Linked DNA regions of Mus musculus: regions 2, 3 and 4 are each linked to region 1. A link is a contact called in public Hi-C and HiChIP or PLAC-seq data. All regions are on one chromosome and are shown on one strand. Each heading gives the region's core, a stretch centred on a gene start, on an enhancer-like site or on the middle of the called end of the contact. The rest is flanking DNA. Distances are from core to core; before and after follow the strand shown.

The links. Hi-C and Micro-C count contacts between places; a contact is called where the count stands out from the background. HiChIP or PLAC-seq counts read pairs in DNA pulled down with a chosen protein or histone mark.
Region 2: a contact with region 1 is called in a Hi-C map of embryonic stem cells, with 1.9 times the contacts expected there. The contact joins the enhancer-like site here to the promoter of Ttc39a in region 1. A contact is called at or near these places in 4 of 39 promoter capture datasets (the C10 cell line, embryonic stem cells, pre-B cells and 1 more), 1 of 15 datasets of contacts at CTCF or cohesin (pro-B cells), 6 of 484 Hi-C or Micro-C datasets (B cells, the G1E-ER4 cell line, the HL-1 cell line and 2 more), 1 of 115 datasets of contacts at active chromatin or transcription factors (stem cell-derived neural progenitor cells) and 1 of 9 other capture datasets (adipose tissue).
Region 3: an H3K4me3 HiChIP or PLAC-seq map of bone marrow-derived macrophages shows a contact between it and region 1, with 4 times the contacts expected there. The contact joins the promoter of Calr4 here to the promoter of Ttc39a in region 1. A contact is called at or near these places in 5 of 39 promoter capture datasets (the C10 cell line, hematopoietic stem and progenitor cells, liver and 2 more), 5 of 115 datasets of contacts at active chromatin or transcription factors (bone marrow-derived macrophages and embryonic stem cells) and 3 of 9 other capture datasets (adipose tissue, liver and pancreatic islet).
Region 4: a contact with region 1 is called in an H3K4me3 HiChIP or PLAC-seq map of bone marrow-derived macrophages, with 4 times the contacts expected there. The contact joins the enhancer-like site here to the promoter of Ttc39a in region 1. A contact is called at or near these places in 7 of 39 promoter capture datasets (the C10 cell line, hippocampal neurons, liver and 3 more), 2 of 15 datasets of contacts at CTCF or cohesin (large pre-B cells and pro-B cells), 10 of 484 Hi-C or Micro-C datasets (the Ba/F3 cell line, the G1E-ER4 cell line, the HL-1 cell line and 5 more), 6 of 115 datasets of contacts at active chromatin or transcription factors (bone marrow-derived macrophages, embryonic stem cells, neural stem cells and 1 more) and 4 of 9 other capture datasets (adipose tissue, embryonic stem cells, liver and 1 more).

Annotation. Positions count from the first base shown.
Region 1 is chr4:109,405,780-109,408,460 of GRCm38.p6, reverse strand. Ttc39a (tetratricopeptide repeat domain 39A) reads right to left here and starts at 1,361. Exons shown (of 18, transcript NM_153392.2): 1 at 1,252-1,361. The coding sequence starts at 1,289. Ttc39aos1 (Ttc39a opposite strand RNA 1) reads left to right here and starts at 2,204. Exons shown (of 4, transcript NR_131195.1): 1 at 2,204-2,681.
Region 2 is chr4:109,172,573-109,175,253 of GRCm38.p6, reverse strand. All of the region lies in intron 1 of Osbpl9 (oxysterol binding protein-like 9), which reads left to right. Among named protein-coding and RNA genes, the nearest start is that of Gm46867, 28 kb to the left of the region's middle. Within about 2 kb of position 1,378, at least 60 of the 459 cell types and tissues checked have an H3K27ac peak or open chromatin away from gene starts, as enhancers often do. A contact at or near this core is called in adipose tissue and embryonic stem cells, where this site is marked.
Region 3 is chr4:109,234,322-109,237,002 of GRCm38.p6, reverse strand. It overlaps Calr4 (calreticulin 4), which reads right to left and starts at 1,371. Exons shown (of 8, transcript NM_001033226.4): 1 at 1,128-1,371. The coding sequence starts at 1,278. All of the region lies in intron 2 of Gm40225 (a long non-coding RNA gene), which reads left to right.
Region 4 is chr4:109,254,205-109,256,885 of GRCm38.p6, reverse strand. Calr4 (calreticulin 4) reads right to left here. Exons shown (of 8, transcript NM_001033226.4): 8 at 2,309-2,681. The region is part of intron 2 of Gm40225 (a long non-coding RNA gene); the gene reads left to right. Among named protein-coding and RNA genes, the nearest start is that of Calr4, 20 kb to the right of the region's middle. Within about 2 kb of position 1,330, at least 21 of the 459 cell types and tissues checked have an H3K27ac peak or open chromatin away from gene starts, as enhancers often do. A contact at or near this core is called in the Ba/F3 cell line, the G1E-ER4 cell line and bone marrow-derived macrophages, where this site is marked.

The DNA.
Region 1 (2,681 bases), core at 112-2,611:
GGGCCCTCACAGGCATACAGGAACACAGATGTTCTGTTTTTTGTTAGAACTTTGTGCTTACTGGCCTGGAGGCTGGGAGCAGAGTTAGAGGTACCCAGGGTTCTTCCAGGGACTCAGGCACAGCTGTGGTATATAGGCAAGAGGGACGAGTCTGGCTTTCAGCCAGCAAGTCTGGGTTTGTGGATGGAAGCCTTGTTCCATGTCTGCCTTTTCTCCTGAAAACCACGCTTCTAATACTGAAGGGTGGTGTTCGGACAGGGCTGCGCAGAAAGGTAGTCAGCCAAGCTCCGGAGCTTTCAACCCTCAGCAGGAAGAGCGTAGCTAACCCAGCCTCTCTGTGTTTTCCAAAGCAGGAACCAGAAGTCAGGGAGGTTTGGTCAAATGCCTTGACCAAAATTATACAACAGAAAATGATTAGGGGAAAACTTAACAGGTGACTTCCTCCAGCCACGATGTTCCTCAGCACCGAGCTACCATTCTCTCAGACCCACACTAGAGGCTTCCAGCTGGCTGGTGGTTTCTCTCCTCCCTGTTCATCTGTCAGGCCTCAGGCCCTTGGCAAATATTGTCACTAGTCTGAGTCTCCAGGTAGGGCAGGCACCCCTCCCAGCTCACCTGAGCAGGATCTCTCTCTGCCCAGCAACCTCCCAGCAGCCTAGGATCCCAGCAACTGCCCCCTAAGCACTGAAACCCAAACACAGCAGAGCTGCTGACTATCTCCAGACAGCAACTGGCAGTGCCCGGGATCAACCTAGGGGGTCTGACTGTGACTTTGGAGGGGTGGGGGTGGGGCTGGCCAAGACAGCCATGTTGATAGTGACAGCACCCACCTTGACAACCTAGGTTCCTGGTACACCCAATACCCTGGGCCCGAGCACACTTAGAGCCCTTCAAATACCCCAAATATCCCTAAAGGGGATGTCACCAGACAGAGCTGTGTTCAAATCTCACTTTCCACTCTTACCTCCTGGATAATCAAAGTCACTTAAGAGCTATGCCTCAGTTTTCTCATCTGTAAAGAAGGGTGATCGTAACAAGGCCCACCCCATGGGTATAGACTCCATGAGGAGGGAGAGAAAGTTGGGACCCAGAAGGCCTGTGACTGAGCCAGGGTCCCCAGGAGGCAGCGGGGCGCGGGCTGCAGGCTGCGCAGCGGCTGGAGCCGCAGTGCGGTCCCGGGGCTCCTCCTAGGAGGCCCCCGCAGCGTTCGCCCTGCACGGCCCGCGCCCCGAGGCGGCCTCCGCCACTCACCCCGCCGGCAGGTCGCCCGGGCCGCTGGCCGTGGTCATCGCTGCGCGCGCCGGACGCCAGGCGCAGCCCAGGTGCTGCGGCCGGATCCCAGCGACGCGGCGGCCGGGGAGGGGCGCGCCGGGGGGCGGGGAAGGCGACGGGGCCGGGCCGGTCTCGGGCTGCCCACCCGCGCAGTGGGACCATGGCCGCGCCCGCGCAGCGCAGCGCCCGCCCCTGGCGCTGGCCAGGTGGGACCCGGGCGCTCAAGGTCGGCACAGCCTGGCCTTGGAGCATCGGCGCAGACATGGACCGGAGCTGCCAACACCTCCACCCACTCGGGCTGGGAAATTCTCCACCTTCCCTAGGCCTCAGCTCCCGGCCCCACACCTGAGATCTCGCGGTCCAGCCTCACTGCCGGGCCATGTTAGCGGAGAAAGCCTAGCTTCTGCAGACAGGCGTGGACATTCATTCTAACCGCTTGCCCAAACGGGGCCAGTGTTTTGCAAGAGACCAGAAGGCGGGAAAGCGGGCGGGTTAGCACGCACCGCTAGCAGGCAGCTCACACTCTCCTTCTCAAACAATCCCTAAAATTGCCATTTTTTTTTTTTTCAGATGCGAAAACTCGAGCGGTTGAGTTCATGTGACCTGTGTAGAGCCACTCTACAGTAAGTGGCCAGCAGGAACTGCAACTTAGCCCTCCTAACTCCAAAGCTCACACTCAGCCCCTTCTCCCTTTGGCCCCCTCCTCTCTCACTTCCAGAGTGAGTGGTCCATCCCCCAGATGCCCACTTTGCACTTAGACCTGAGACAGGTTCCGAAGAAGCCCACATGATCTTCTAGCAGAGAGCCCTGGCCCATTAAGAGTTAACCGGCCACTACCTCTGGGCCCCAGATGCTCTGGTGACTCATCATAACACGTGGCTGCCATTAGATTAGAGCTGTCCCTTTAGAAAGGCAAGGGACAGGAGGAGGGATTGGCCCTGAGCTCCAGGATGTCAGAAGAGGAAGCAAAAAAGAGCAGCCTGCAAATGCAGCCATGGTGGGAAGGACTTGGATCAGATCCCAGAGGAGCCAGGCAACTTGAGTTTAGGAATAGGGAGAAATGTCTGGGGGATTGCTGCTCTCATCAAGATAACTGCCTGGAAAGACTGTGAGTTGTTTGTTGTTCTTTTTAAAAATATTTTTATGTGTATTAGAGTTTTGCCTGCAGCTATGCCAGAGTGAAAGTGACACATCCCCTGGAGCTGGAGTTACAGACATTGTGAGGCGCCATGTAGGTGCTGGGAATTGAACCTCTGTCCTCTGGAAGAGCAGCCAATGCTCTTGACTGCTGAGCTATTTCCCAGGATGTCCTTATGCTGCTCTGTGTGAGCAGAGGCCAGGCACTGCTATGTGGAAACTATCCCAACTTTGGTAGCCTCACATATGGGCTTGAAAAGACGATGATGGGA
Region 2 (2,681 bases), core at 129-2,628, 230 kb after region 1:
TATAACTAACTCTAGAAATTATAGGGAATTGAAATTATTTTGTACATTTAAAGAATAACTTTCATATAAATGGTATCTGCAGCTTTGGAGCCTAAATGGAGAATATTTTGAATGTTTCTTGATTTAAAAAATTTTATTTACTATAAATGGTGTGTATGTGTGTGTTGTATAGCAGATGTGTCCAAGGCATAGGCTTGAAGACTACTTTTGGGAATCAGTTCTCTTCTCCCACCAAGGGATCTAGGTCAAGTTGTAGGGCTTTTGTAGCAAGCAGTTTTACCCACTGAACCATCTTGCTGGCCCTTGAAGATTTAAAAAAAAAAAACTTTAAAAATTTTATTTTATGTATATGCTTGCATGCACTTAAGTACCTGATGTGTACAGTGCCCATAGAGGCCAGAAGAGGGTGTTCAGTCCCTGGAAGTGGAGTTACAGTGATTGTGAGACACCATGTGGTGCTGGGGACTGAACCCAGGCTCTCTGCAAGAGCCACCCGTGCGCTTAGGCTCCAAATCATCTCTCCAGCCCCTATGGATGGCTTCTTAAGTGGAATCCTGAAGTTCATCTAAAGTAAGAAAACATAGCCTCAGACTAAAGCGATTCAGAACCCCTGTTGGGCAACAGATTTAATACATTGAGCTGAGTGGTTCTTACATGCTCTTAAAATGACTTTCCTATTCCAGGATATAATTTTCACACTCCACTGGGAAAGAAAATATTTGTTATTCTTTGAGATCAGAGAAAAATGAAAAAATTAATTATTATGACATGCTCTACAGCTTTTGATTAGAACGCAGAGAAATCCAGGGAAGTTTTATTTCCCCACAATATTATGAAGGGAAAGATTGTCTTTTAAAAATGGCTTTTTGGCAGGAATGGTTATAATGTAGTCCAGGGCCTCAGCTAGAATTTCCTGAGGGTAAGCAGGATTAGCTTGTTAAGGAACCTGGAACATGGGCAGGCACTGCAGGCAAGAGAACAGTCTGTCAAAGCCCTTAGGCATGAAGGACTGGCTGGTTCAGGGAGCTGGAAAGTCAGGCTGGGCCACAGGAATGGTGGGAGCTTTTGGACTGCAAGATTATTTTGTTCTGGTTTGCTTGACATATTTATCTTTATTTTGAAACAGTCTCCGTATGTAGCCCAAGCTGGCCTGGAGCTCGTGAGGATCATCCAGACCTAGACTTGAGAGCAGTTGGGCTGGTCTCGATAACAGAGTTCAGGGGGCACCACCTGGAGTGTTCCAGATTATTGTGTTCCTGAAGAAAGAATCCAACAGGCTCGGGGAGATATTAACAGGCAAAGGAGACAGCTTACTGAAGAAGGAGCCGCAGAGGGGTGGTGCCGGATGGAGCTCAGGTCCCTAGTGTGCTGCCAGTGCCTTACCCAGGAGCCAGCAAGCTTCACTGCTGCAGCCCGGGCCCCCACTCTGGATCTCTGGATTCAGAGTTGCTCTCTGTCCTTGCTCCTTTGTGCTTTCTGTGCTCTTGTGTTTGGATTGTTTGTGTGAGACTATTTTTTTATCGTCGGTTATTTTGTAGAATGCTCCATATTCTGATTCGCCTGAGCAGTTCCTCAGCTATTTGTGTAATTGCTTCCAGTTGTTTTAGTGTTTTGTAATTCATAATCCAAATGGAAGCAACATCATTGGCCTGTCTGGCCTTGTGTCTTGTGATTTTAAAAACTGCTTTACAATGCAGGCGGCTCAAGGATGAAGGAGATGGGGGAGGAGGGGAAGGGAGGGCAGGGAAGGGAAGAGGAGAGGAGAGGAGAGGAGAGTGTGTATGTGAATAGCTTTGCATTCTAATCTCATTGGTTGTATTCTAACCTAATGAATGTTTTTGTATCATGTCTTTATTGTTTTGGAGAGAAGATAAATATAGTTCCATAAAAGGGCTATTAAGTGCTTAAGAATGCCTCTCTTAGCAATGCTTTTATTAGTTGCCCTATTAGTAAGGAACTCTTTGATCATGCCCGGTATTTTCCCCCTAAATTATCTATCTGTGTTTGCAAAAATAAAAGCAGACTGTCTTCAGAATATCAGCAATCACTTCTGAACATGAATTCCCATCGCTTAGAAATTTGGAGGTTATAGGTGTCTGGGGCTTCAAGCAGGACAATTGTACAGTCACATGGAGTCTGCTTGTTTTGATTTTTTTTTTTCATACAGGTGGGAAGTGGAAAATATCAATTATTCTACAAGTATTACATATGTATTACAATCCCTCTCCTAGATTTTACTTAGGGTGGCCAATTAATTTCCAGGAGCATTTATTTCCTGGATGTCAGCTCTATGCTTCCTGTAACAGCCTGAGTTCCACCCAGGCTAGTGAGGGGACAGAAGGGACAACAGTGTCTCACCAGGATATGCTTTTTGAGCACCTAATGTATACCAGACACTGCACTAGAGCATACAATAAGCCAAGATAGACTTCTCACCCTCCTAGGAATGCCCCAAAGGCTGTACATGCCCCAATCAAGGAACACACAGGAGGCTGGGCACTCAAGGGTGAGAATCCAGACCAGATGGCTAAGGCACTTTGATGAGTGGCTGCAAAACAGAAAAGGAGACATGACATCTGGGGATTGCACGGAAAGTGTGGTCCCTCCCTCTTGTCCTCATCATGGGGAGAGATTCTTACACTCAATGCTGGTCTGTAGTGAAGGGACATGGAGAGGGATAG
Region 3 (2,681 bases), core at 122-2,621, 170 kb after region 1:
GAGTATGGAATGCAGCGGATGGACCAAGAAGGCAGGCTATAAGGAGATGGGGCAATGTAGACTGCCTGTGCTGCAGTACCAAGACACGGGCGTCCTGGGAACTGCTCAGTCTCCAGATCTCTGTCCTCTAAACACAACTTTCCAGAAAGGATTTAAACAAGATTTTAAAATGCTCAAACCAGCTCATAATTCTCCCCCTTTAATAAATATGAAAATGAGATTCACAACAGTAGCCAGATGGAGGAAGATGGGAAATCACTCCAGGGGGTGATCAATGAAGTCTATTTATAGAACAAAAGCTTTCTCAGACCAAGAGCCCATGCCCCCAGTCCTTGTCCTTGGAGCTCAGCCTTCCTCCACAGTGTTATTGGGCCTTTACGAAAGCTCTGCCTAGTGAACATGGCAGGTGATAGCTATCTTTGTCTAACAGCAAACACTTGGAGAAGTAAAAAGACGTGCTCCAATTCTACAGCTCGTCAGTGAGGCACGAAACGCTGCTCTAGACAGACATTTGGGTGTTTGGCAGTGCTTTCTCAGGTTTCCAGGACAGAACACTACTTGTAAAATCCTAGGAGTTTGGGGAAAACAGCACACATTAGTGGTAATGAGCACGGTCCCTAGAGTCAGATCCAAGTCAAGCCTCAGCTGTTCCCCTCAACTGTAGAGTATAGCCTCGGGCAAATATGAAAACCTTTCTGAGGCTCCTCTGAAAAACTGGGAAGATACTAATAACCACTTGGTGAAAATGTTAGAAAGATGAAAGACAAGATATGCAAAAGGCCAGCTTAAAATACCCATTATTCAGCTACAAAGCATAATAAGTTTTGTGGCGAGACTACCCTTTTTTACTTAACATTTTTTGTGTGTGTGTGTTTGATTGTGACAGGGTCTTACTCTGTAATCCAGCCTGCTCTGGAACTCATCATTTAGCCCTAAGTGGCCGCAACCTGGATGTTTCAATCTCCTGAGTATGGGGGTTACAGGCGTGCACCACCATGTTCAGCTCCACCCATTTTATTTATTTATTTATCTATCTATCCAGTAAGAGAAATGAATTGGTAATCACGGATTAAAAGCAATCGAGTTAAAGTCATACAATCATTACGGCCCCGAATTCTAGAATTTACCTTTATCTCTCTCTTTATCTTGATAAAATTTTCCCGAGGCTAGCTGGAATTGGCCGTAATCTGACTGATGTTTAGATTGTACCCACCGTTTTGTCCATCCATCTGTGGAGAAAGGAGAGAGAGAGAGAGAAAAAAAAAAAAACCAACACATTCAAATGAATCAAGTTGCCATTGCTAATTAAGTTCTACGGGCAGAGGGAAAAAGTAACAGGTGACTCAGAATATTCCTGAAATCACGCTTACCACACAGTACCTGGAACCCACTATTTATGTCCTGTCAGGAGGAGCTGCTCAAATGCCAAGCACCTGAGCCACTTTTCCACCAACACTGCATTCGCGGGGGTTAAGTCCTGAAAACTGCCATTGGGAGGGTGCGGTTGTAGGGCAAGAAGCGCTATAGTCACAAAAGTAGATGGAAAATAAGCCCCTGAGGACTAAGCCCTTGCACACACTTATGCTTTGTGAAGTAAAATAGTAAAACCTGCTCCCTCAGGGAAGAGACTAGCAAAACATTTCAAACTCCTTAAATTAGTAATGATTATCACGAACAATCAATTTCTCCTGGCCCCTTTCTGTTGCTTAAACTCTATGGACTCTCCCTTGCAGTTTTCGACTGCTGATAAATGTGTTTTGCTTTGGCACGGATGGCACGAGGACAAAGAAGCATTCTTTTGAGGAGCTGGCATTCCACCCAAACACTCGGTGCCCAGTCCCTTCCTCAGAGTTGCTGACTCCACTTCCTGGGACCAACCCGAGTCCCAGAGTCCCAGAGCCATTTGGCAGCTTGAGCTAGAAGAGGTTTTGAGGGAGGCCTTTATTTCCTCTCCTCCCTGCCTCTGAAGGGAGGTTCTCAACTCTCACTGCCCCATAGGTAAGGGCAATGCTTCGCATCTTCTCAGGAAAACCTCACATCAGCACACAGCCAGCGAGAACACTGGGAGCTGGCCACTGTCAGTTCCTCTCACGCAGGGCCCAGCTCTGATGTCTCAGCTGCTTCTCAGGAAACCCATGGGCTTGGGCTTGCCTTCCTAATTTTTTATTTTTATATCAGCCCAGGCTGGCTTTGAACTCCTGATCCTTACTCTGTCTTTGCTTCCTGAGTACTGAAGTTACAGACAATAAATACCACCACACCCAGCTTATGTGCATGTGTGAGTGTATATGTGTGTGTGTGAGTATATATACATATACATATGTGTGTGTGTATGTGTGTGTGTGCAGGTATTAGGATGAATGCAGTTAGATGTGCACATTCCCTGAGTATTTACTTACATGTGGAGGTCAGACAACATCCTCAGGTATCCTTACTCAGTTGTTGAGATGTTGTCTTTGCTTTTTGAGACAGACTTTCTCACCTCACCATAACCTGGGTCTTGCTGGTTAGGCTAGACTGGGGAGCCAGCAGGCCCCAGGGACCCTCTTGTCTCTGCCTCACAGTGCTATAATAGCAAGTACGTGCCACCATACTTGACCTTTTACATAGGCATTGGGAATTGAACTCAAGACATCATGCAGTATGGCAAGTACTTTACTGACTGAGCAGTCTCCTGTCTC
Region 4 (2,681 bases), core at 81-2,580, 150 kb after region 1:
GCATGGTATGGGGCTGGGCAGATGGCTCAGCAGCTATGAGCGCTGAGGACCCCAGTCCGATTCCCAGCACTCACTGTGGCAGCTCGCAACAATCTGTACCTGTCGGTCCAAGGGATCTGATGTCCTCTACTGGGCTTTACCTGCGCCAGGCACACAAGTGGTGGACAAACACCCGTGCAGGTAAAACACCTATATACATAAAATAAAACGTTTACATTTAATTTTAAGAAGCATTCTGTGATATACACATTTTGTAATGGCTTTGTGGTCATTGTTTTATTATTTTACAGCTTGCTTTACAGCTTAGAAGCAGCGATCTAATGTCTTTCTTCTTTTTAGAAGATGTCTTTTCAGCCTAATGCATACTGTCTTCTCCATAGAGGAAGAAGACAGGCATGGGCCTTCTTTACTGACAACCAAAAAAAAAGCCCAGGCAGAGACTCCGTCTTGGGAAACTTTACTACTCTGTATAAGGCCAGGTCAGTTAGGAAAGGGAATTCTAGGAAGAGTTAGCCCCGAACAAAACAAATACCGCATTGTTAAGGTCCTAGCTTTAGGTATCTTTGGACAACCTTAGTTTTTACTTTACTCACTAGAAGTAATCAAATTAAGATAATGAGACCTCTGAGACCCAGCCCTTACTTAGTTCTTCCAGTACTAGGGTCCTGTGCACGTTAGATACACACTCTGTCACTCATCCACAGCCCTCAGAGCAAGTTTGTTTCGTGTCTGTCCCCTTTCTCACTGATCGCAGAAAGTATCGAGTGCTCTTTAATGCTGAGGGGACCATTGCATGCTCTCCCAACTCCTTCAATGGAAGAAAAACCGGTTTGTGCCACAAAATTAGCTGCATAAAGCTCGTCTCTTCACCCTGGGTCTGAGCTGCTATTTCAAAAGTGATGTCCCAATGTGCTTGGTATCAAGCAGTGCCAGAGAGATCTTAGTCAGCTCATGTACGATATCTTAAAACTTGATACTATTTTGAAACTGCCTTTTGTGGGTTGGTGTGCCTTGGCTACCACCCCAACCCCCCATACCCCTCCCCCAGGCTATGAAAACTCTCTACAGTCTGTGGGCTGTCAGGTGCTAATCTTTCCAAATTTCTTTCCACACCCAACCGCCACTTAAAATTGTTTTTTTAAATATTTATTAATTCGTATGTATATATACTGCATGTGTGTAGAAGAAGACAATTTACAAGAGTTGGTTCTTTCTACCATGTGAAATTCAGAGATGAAACTCAAGTTTTAATAGTTAGCTTTTTTACCCAATGTACTATCTCCTAATCTAGAATATTCTAAAAATCCAAGACCCACCACTAGGAGCTGAGCAGTTTTTGCATGCGTGCAATTCCAGCACTCAAAGGCTGAGGTATGAGGAAGTTAAAAGCCAGTCTATGTTTCAAAGTAAACTCTCTGCCAATCAGGGCAACAGGGCAAGACTGTGGGAACCTGTCTCAAATGACGATGAAGGTGCTCATGTATACATGTATACAAATGCCAAAGAATATATAAAAGATATTCTTTTAAAAATTAAACATTTAGTTTTTCTAAGAAACAAAACAAGCTGACTATGTCCCAGCTTCCAGGGAGGAAGGGAGAACTTCCTGCCACTCTCACTGATCTGATGACTCCACTTCCTGTTATCCAGGCTCCTAGTTCTTTAACTGCAAATCTGTTCTACATTTTCTTGTATTCTTCAATACCTGGCTCAAAGGTCTTTATGAAGGTGTCTCTGAAACCTGCAGGCATAGGCAGAGTGAGTTGGTGGTTTGGTTTTGTGTTTGGTTGGTTGTTTTTTGAGATAGGGTCTAGTCCAGGTTGGCCTTGCGGTCACTATGTAGTTGAGGATAGGAGTTCACACTTTCCAATGGATATTTAGTGAGTACCTTGATTTGTGTTGGTAACCCTGTCGTTTACTGGTTCCTTAAATGTTGGATTAAAACAAAAACAAAACAAAAGGATATAAGGACATTTCTTCCATGTGACAGGTTACTTTCTGTCTGTATTTCGTACTAATAGATATTCATTCAAATCGCCTGGTGCAGTAGAAGGCTAAGCTTTTCAGCCAGATGAACCTGAGATCAGATCCTGGCCCGCCCCTTACTGACTGACCCTGAACAAGTTTCTGTGTCTGCAACATGAAGATAGCAATGATCTCTGCAGTGACCTCTGTAAGACTGAATAGATGCATTGTAGGCACACTGCGAATTTGTGGGAAAATGCTTTCTAATCTATAAAGAACTACAAGAACTCAAGAGATAATGATGCTGTGAGCCGGTGGAACAAAAAAGATAGAAATAAGACAAGCAAACTTGCAAACAAGTAACAATTGTTTAAACATAAGGCAAGAGCAGCAGGCAAACAAGGTGACTTTCATGAAGTATTTTTCCAAACGTCCAAAGGATGTTCTGCTTTTGGCTTTAGGTGCTCAATACATTTAAAAAAAAAAAAAAAAAAGGAAACATTGGGTTCAACTGTTAGCACTGCTCCATAAATACTAAGAATTGCATATATTTAAACAAAAGAAAAACCCCAGTTGAAAGTAAGAACCAAGTTTATATAGAAGCTTATTTACCAACAATTAATTTCATAAACACCATGATAATGATAGTAGTTTTAACTACTACATTTTTTTTACAAGTATTTACTTTGGGCATGTTACAGGCATTGCCTCATTCA